Regions from separate parts of the Hordeum vulgare genome. Here region 1 is linked to region 2. Evidence: chromatin contacts called from public Hi-C data. All regions are on one chromosome and are shown on one strand. The core of a region is the stretch at or near the end of the contact, and the rest is flanking DNA. Distances in the headings are between cores, read along the strand shown. Region 1 has its middle 11 kb from the start of LOC123397558. Region 2 has its middle 250 kb from the start of LOC123427000.

Evidence for each region. A called contact is a pair of places that touch in the nucleus more often than the background predicts.
Region 1: a contact with region 2 is called in a Hi-C map of seedling, with 3 times the contacts expected there. The contact joins two enhancer-like sites. A contact is called at or near these places in 3 of 6 Hi-C or Micro-C datasets (leaf and seedling).

Annotation. Positions count from the first base shown.
Region 1 is chr1H:129,860,431-129,864,438 of MorexV3_pseudomolecules_assembly, reverse strand. No RefSeq gene overlaps it. Among protein-coding and RNA genes, the nearest start is that of LOC123397558, 11 kb to the left of the region's middle. Within about 2 kb of position 1,413, at least 3 of the 3 cell types and tissues checked have open chromatin away from gene starts, as enhancers often do. A contact at or near this core is called in leaf and seedling, where this site is marked.
Region 2 is chr1H:129,341,201-129,344,941 of MorexV3_pseudomolecules_assembly, reverse strand. No RefSeq gene overlaps it. Among protein-coding and RNA genes, the nearest start is that of LOC123427000, 250 kb to the left of the region's middle. Within about 2 kb of position 1,296, at least 3 of the 3 cell types and tissues checked have open chromatin away from gene starts, as enhancers often do. A contact at or near this core is called in leaf and seedling, where this site is marked.

The DNA of each region.
Region 1 (4,008 bases), core at 164-2,663, 520 kb before region 2:
CAAAAGAAACATAATGTATGTGAAAATAAATAGTACACTAAGACCTCCTTTGGTTTACATGAATTTTATTGGAATTCCCAAGGATAGAAAACTCTATAGGAAATTTCCTTTGAAGCTTTTTAGTTTGTAGAAATAGAATCATATAGGAACCAATCCTGTGTATTTCAAAGAAGAAAAAACAATAGTCTAGATCCAATAAAACAAATCCTATCCTAGAAATGAAATGACGCCTCTTTTTATATATGATTTGAAATGTATGTCATTTCATTTTCAATGATTTTTTATTTACACAAAATTCCTTTCTTATGAAACCAAATGAGGTTAACTTAGGAATACAAGCACACATCCCGCATAAGCCCGTAAAAGCATGATGTTAGTATAAACTAAGCTAAATCTGGATGAAAGAATTATAACTAATTTGATTTTTTTTTACTTGAAAGCAGGGCGGTTCGGACGCCTCTCTCCATCCCTAGTATAAGTTCATGTAATTAGGAACAATTGTAATCCTGACATAAGTTGACATAAGCTACTTTCACCTCTCAAAAGTCAAACACTAATTTACTGTAGTTCTAAAAGCTAGATCAGCAGAGAAGGAGCCCCATGATTTTTTTTTTGAAACAAAGCAAGAGATTTACCATTTTTATTAACTAAAAAGAAGATTTAGACAAACGTCGCAAAACACCGAGATGAACAAAGAAAGTCTACTCACGCGACATCAGGATGCTCAAGTGGCTGGCCCAACCAAATCCCACAGATGGGCTTCCTCTTTGATTCTCATGACAACGATTGCGGTCCGGGCCATAGTGCTTCGGAAAATCCTAACATTTGATTTCTTTCATATTTCCTAAGAGACCAACATCATCGCACAAGCAATGACCTTTCTGCAATGGCCAGTCATGTACACCGTCTTTTACCGTCAAATTCGAACAGAACCTTCATTTTGTAAAGTCATTGACGAGTAGCCGTAGATGCTGAGTCAAACGGTGATCTCGTTCCAAACTCAATCTCGTTCAAAATCTCATTCGAAGTCATTTCGCCAAGTCATGGGATTATATTTTATTAAGAGAGAAATGTGAGACGCTGAATTCAACTGTTTTTCTTTTTCTTTTGAGGGGTCGCCGAATTCAACTGATGAGGGGTCGAACACAGGCCGGCGAGGGGACACAGCAGCAATTCTACAAAATACAGGTTTCTCAAAAGAACAAAAAAAAAAAAATACAGGCACGTTCACGCTGAGAAACTTCCTTTCTGTGTCGTTGTTTGAAGGGTGAAGACTAACAATTCATTTCCAATACCGGAAGAGTTACCGTACAAATACGAAACCATTTTAAGCTGGATGGACGCACGAGTGGGCGGAGACAAAAAAGCGATTGCTGCGAAAAGGACATGTGTGTAATCCAAAGAAGTGTCCAGCTAATGAATGGCTGGCTTGCATTCGTGTGGACGCCGACTCCCTTTCCCGGTGCCATTTTGCTTTGGCATTGATCTGGGCCAAGCATGTCTCCATCTCCCAAAATATTGGCACAAGTATAATAATCGTAGGATTTCCGAACTAGTAAGACTCAAATCAACCTACGAAGGTACCAAGAGCATCTCTAGCAGACCTATATAAAGACGCGACTCACATAATAACCGTTAAAATATGGATCGATGTAGAAAATGTTGTTCAATCAAACTCTGTAAACGCGTCTGACCCGTAAAATATTTGGAGGTGCGCGGAAAAATCCCATCCCCGACTCACGAAAACACAGGTTTTCGCCTCGCCCCTACGGTGCCCCGTATCTCAGGAAAGCGGTTGATGGGAGGGACATTTGAGCCCGCGCCCTTTCCCCACCCCCTTCCGCCGTCTTCCGTCATTGGTTTCGCCCGTACACCGCCGGCGGTTCCGGCCAAATCTGCGGGCGGAATCGCATCGCGTGGGTGCCCCTGCCTCTCCCACCGAGCCACTGCACCGGCTCTCCGAGTCCGCCAATCCACCGCGCCTGAAGAGCCACCTCCGGAGATGGAATTGAGCCCGTGCGAGAAGTTTTTGCTCGACGATTCATCCGATTCAGACGACTCGGATGTTGAGACAATGCTTCTCACTTTCGCCAGCATACGTTGGTGATGACCCTTGCCGTGAAGGACCAGGAAGACGAGAACCAAAAGAGACGGCGAGGATCGACCATCGACCGTCTTTGCATCTCTCGAAATCGCCATCTCGGGAACGAGATGTTGATGCAAGACTATTTCGCGACAATGCAACATATGCGCCACACCTTTTCCGGAGAAGGTAATGTATGCGCCGATCCCTCTTTGTGAAAATTGTTCAAGTTTGCGAGGGCAATTGTCGGTATTTTACTCAAAGAAGAAATATCGCGGGCTTGAAGAGATTTAGCGCATACCAAAAAATCTCGCAGTTATGCGGGTAATTGCATACAGCATTCCGGCTGACTATGCCGATGAGTACCTTCGCATTGGTGAAGATACTATAATTGAGTCAGTGCGTAGGTTTGCCAAAGTGATCATCCGTGTCTTTGGTCCTGAATATCTTCGGGCACCGAACGAGGAAGACACAAAAAATTGATGGCATCTAATTATAGAAGAGGTTGGTCTGGCATGCTAGGAAGCATAGATTGTCTGCATTGGACTTGAAAAAATTGCCCGAAGACATGGCAGCAAATGTATTGTGGCAAGTCTCATGATGCAACAATTCTGCTAGAGGCCGTAGCATCCGAGGATTTATGGATTTGGCATTGCTTTTTTGGTATGCCGGGTACTCTCAATGATATCAATGTGTTACAACGGTCTCATTTGTTTGCTAGGCTTGCTAGTGGTGATGCTTCTGCTTGCAACTACACTATCTATGGGCATGAATACACAAAGGGATACTATCTTGCAGATGATATATACCCTTCTTGATGCACATTTATCAAGAGCATCAAAGGCCCTCAAACTAGGAATGAGTGTGAATTCGCAAGGTCATAAGAGGCAGCCCGAAAAGACATTAAAAGAGCATTTGGGGTTTTGCAATCTAGGTTTGTCATTGTTCGTGGTCCTGCCCGATTTTGGGACAAGCGATCCTTGCAAAACATCATAACATGCTGTGTTATTCTTCACAATATGATTATCGAAGATGAGAGAGACATGAACTTTGAGTTCTTCTACGACAATGTGGGTAGCCGTGTCAAACCAGCTAGAGACACTAACCGAATTAGGGCTTTTCTTCAGACCTACATGGAGATCAAAAATGCAAACACCCACTTTCAACTTCACAAGGATCTCATTGAGCACCATTGACAAAGGGCTGGGCAGTAACACATTCCATTTTCCCATTCATTTTTATTTCATTCATGTGTGATTTGTATAGGGACAAGTTTTGTATTGAATTATTTAGTTTGCTACGGTGATTTGAATAATTATTGTATTTTCGATGATTATTGTATTGTGATATTGACATTTTCCTTATATTGCACATTATTAATTCGGATTTACGGGGTTTTCGGTTTGCGGGTCGACGGGCGGTGCCCGAACAGACCCCGCATAGCAGACCCGTAAAAGAGCATCTTGTGTGAATATCTTTTTTACGGATCCGTTTTGCGGGGTTTGACTCTGTCCGCGCCCGCATAACCGTTTTTCCGCAAACTCTAAACAAGTTTTGCGGATCGGCTTTATAGGGGTCTGCTAGAGATGCTCTAAAGAATAACACATGCATTACGATGCCTTTTTTCATTTATGAAATTGTTTTTATTTCTATTTTAAAGGTTATTATGGCAATCTGCATTTCGTGTATACCACGAAGGTGGTCGAGCGAATGCAGTCCCCACGGGCTCAGGGGTTGATCATGTAGGGCAGTCCTTATTTACCCTATGGATTTTTTTCATATTTTATTGTTCTGTTTGTTTTTATATTTGTTTATTCTTTTAGTTAGTGAATAATTTCAAATTTTGGGACACAATATATATTCTTGGAAATAAATTGAAATTGAAAATGTTTTTTCAAGTGTGAACTTTTTTTCAAATCCATGAA
Region 2 (3,741 bases), core at 47-2,546:
ATATTTGAATTTGTTTTATGAGTGCACATGTTTTTTTTCTTTTTCCTTGTGGTGTATGCAATGATACTACATGGCTTGAAAGGAGCATCATATCCTGATTCATATGCACAAAAATTCAAGTTTTGCTTCATTTTTAGTTTATAATGCATACCGTTTTCTTCAACAATCAACAATCAGCCTGTAGTAGGTATTCATAAGAATAAAATATGTGTGAACACTCCCCGCAAAAAAAATATGTGTGAGCACGATTTATAAGGATAATTGTGCATATGTTTATATGGACATGAACTATATATATCTTTAAAAAATTGAACAGTGTTTTGTCTTCTTCTTTTCGCGGGTTAATTGAACAGTTCCTCTGGGAGGGCCAGAGCCTGGTCCTACCTTAACATCGACTTTTTGGGCGAATCCGTCCATTGTGCTCAATTGCACCAATTTGGAGGATAGATCGATGTGGACGACTAGCTAGATGATGGGCAGCATGTGCAGCTACGAGACGTGAATCGTGACACCATCCCGGTGAGTGGCGAGCGAGGAAAGGAAAGCTTGAGGGAGAAACTTTAGTTTCCAGAAGCCCCACTTGCTCGTCCCAGCATGTCAAGATTTTCTTTTCTGGCAAACAGGTCCTTTTTAGTTTCCCAACAGAAAAAACTGCGCGCGCCTTTCGGTGCCACGCAACGGCGCAGGCCATGTGAGCCCGTCCGCCAAAGGCGACCCACGACGACTGTTCTACTCGCAGCGCTGCGCGTGCGCTGCAGTGCCGTGCAGCTATGGCCACTGCATGCCCACTCATGGCCAACAGCTGCGCCACCTGCCATAGTGTTTGCTCCAAGCCAAGTTTACCAGAGGACAAAGCAAACAAACCTTTCCATAGTCAGAAGGTCAACTGGATCCGCTCTGTGACTCGTGCAGGGTTCAGGAACCCATATGCATGCGCGGTCAAAATGGAAGGGATGCTAAAAACTCAATCATCAGGTTATCAAGCGCAGTATCTGGGTGCATTTTGCGGCGACCGACAGCTCGATTTCGTGCAAATGCAAGTGTTGGTGGTACGTTTTGAGGGCCGTCGGTGTGTGAGCGTGACCATGCGTGTCTCGCACCGACACCGGTGCACGGAGGCTATTGATTAACCGAGTTAGTACTAGTAGTAGCGTTCGATACCTGAACACGGGTCATCTTGCCTATGACTATGAGCTCAAACTGTGATGTGATCCCCCCATTCTCGGATGAGTTAAGGGGCAAAGAAACAGCAACTCGCAAAAGACGGTAGGTATGGCAGGCATGGCAAGGGAGCGGTGTAGAACGAGACACGGTTGTGCAAAAGAGGGCGGTAGGTATAGGACGGCTGGAAGGCATTTGGTATAACTGCTAGCTAGCTAGCTAGAGTGTCATCGCTTTGGTATCTGATTCTGTTCGTAAGATCAAGTACACTTATTCAGTAACCAGAACAATCTGCTGGTCACAAACACCACACATGCATGGTTTGATCGTTCATAGTGGACGCGCGCCTAGGCTAGGCTAGCACTGCAGGTACCATATGCTAATATGATTGACGGCCTAATTAAGGTTGTGTTGGTGTGTTTGCATTATTTCTGAAATTATTTTAAGATTTCGGGCGATGCCCATTTACTGGAAGAAGATTTTTCGTTGATGACGAGTCAACTACGGTGTTTATAAATCTTAAGATGATATGATAACTCAGTTTTTTAAAGGTGTTCATATGGGTATGATGTGTGTGTACGTTACATGTTTGTCCCGCGATGCTACACCCTCTCCTAGATCCACTCTTTGTGCGACCTCTCGAGGTCCTCTCTAACCGCTTCTCCCCTTGACAGTCGATATGTTTTGCGGCTGCTGCTCCCTTGTAGTTTCCTCCCCAATGACACAACCCGATCTTGTTGGTGTTATGCTCCTAGCCGGGGTTGTGGATGTAGCCGTTGTGGCCAGGCTAGAGTCATGCTTGTTGATGCTTGTGGGCCTGCCTCCTTGTAGGCGAGCCTCTTCGTCTTTGACAACCGTTTTCCTAGCGACGACTGCCTTCGTCCTTAACGATGGTGTGGCGGGTGCGTGAAGCCTTGCAATGATCCCTTTGCCGACGTTGCTTCCACCCGGACGACCCTAAACCTACACCGTCCAGTGTCCACGGTTTTGTGGGCCTCCTCTCTCGGTGTGGTTTCGTCCTTGACGATCAAGTAGCTACATCTTTTCAAGCTTCCTCGGGTTGTCGGTATCTTAGTAGCTCTGCCCCCTACGTCCCCTTGAGTTCCTAGGTCGTTGGCATCATCGATCGTTGTTGCTTTCTATGCGCCGACTCTATCTGCCCCGCCACCTCCCCGACCGTGCCCACCTCCACGTCTCACATTGTAACAGTCCCAAAGCCTGTACCCGATCGCAAGTGTAGAGCCCACCCCTCCTAGGTGGCGGTTCCGACCAACTACTTTACTTCCTAATCTTTGACTCCCGATCAAACGACCATGAGATTGCTCAGAATTAGAGAAGGGTGAAATCCGTACTTGGTTTGTCGATGATAGTAGCGGGGAGACTCACTTGTGTTGTTTCCTTTCTTGGAGACGCTCACATGGCCTTTAAATGCGCCCCACTTAAAGCTCATGGGAATCCTTATGTCCAGTTCTTTGAGCACGATAAACCAAACTACCCACGTCCATACAACAAATTCAAGTGCACGGAAAATAGACATAAGTCTCCTGGGTCAACAACACAAACATGCCCTAAATGAAAAGGAAAAAGAAACCACCATGTGGCCAAAAAACCGAACATGGTGAAGTAAGGCGGTGCCCTCACGTAATTAGTGAGTCCCTAATGCAACCTAGAGAGTGGGTCTCGGTTCTGCCGAAAGCCCGGAAATTTGAAAAACAGAGTGAGTAGCCCGTCGCAAGAAGACTCGCTCGATAACCATCTTCTTACATGTCGTCCAAAGGGTCCAAGTTATCGTTGCAAACACTAGCTAGAAGAGGCTCTTCCTTCTACTGGCAGGGTTGCCTAAGTTTCTAGAAACTCAGACAGGTCAGACGCTTCTCACTTAGGCACAAAGCCTCATGGACAAACCTCCAAAGGAAGCACACAGCGGAGCGGACAAAGAAAATGTTGCTTGAACACAAAGAGGGCAAAGCCCATCGCTTGTCCCATGTTGCTTGACCACCTCCATTCCCGAGTTTTTTTTTTTTGGGGGGGGGGGGCTCATACAGAAGCTTGCGAACGAAAATCATAATCTTTAATGGAAGGGACACTTTATACAAAGGCGTGGTCTAGGTAGCTTGGCAAGGGAATAACTGTCGTTTTCCAGTTTTGCAAAATTTCTGGTATATAATGATCTGCTATTCTACATAACTTCGATGAATGTTTTTTCTGATCTGTCCATGGCACCAATGTTGTTACTATTTGGATTTGTTGGTGCTGGGTGTCGATGCCATGGGCACACGGTTCACGTCGTTTGCCCCGCCCTATATCCATATGTAGAAGACCCAAGTTTACTAGTGTCTTGTGCAACGAAACTATCAGTTTTCTTGCCAATGGTTTATGGCCTGGGATCGAAAACTTCATCGTTTTGTGATCATTTATTTGTTGACTTGCTTCCGAGGCTCATAATATTTTGGCATTACTTATGTGTATCAAGTATCAACATGCTCAGAGTTAAATGATTTTAGAAATTTCTAATTTCCTGATCGACGCTTGTTTATCATTTTTCAGTGTTGGCGCTCAGAAAGTGAAGCTCGCCTGCAT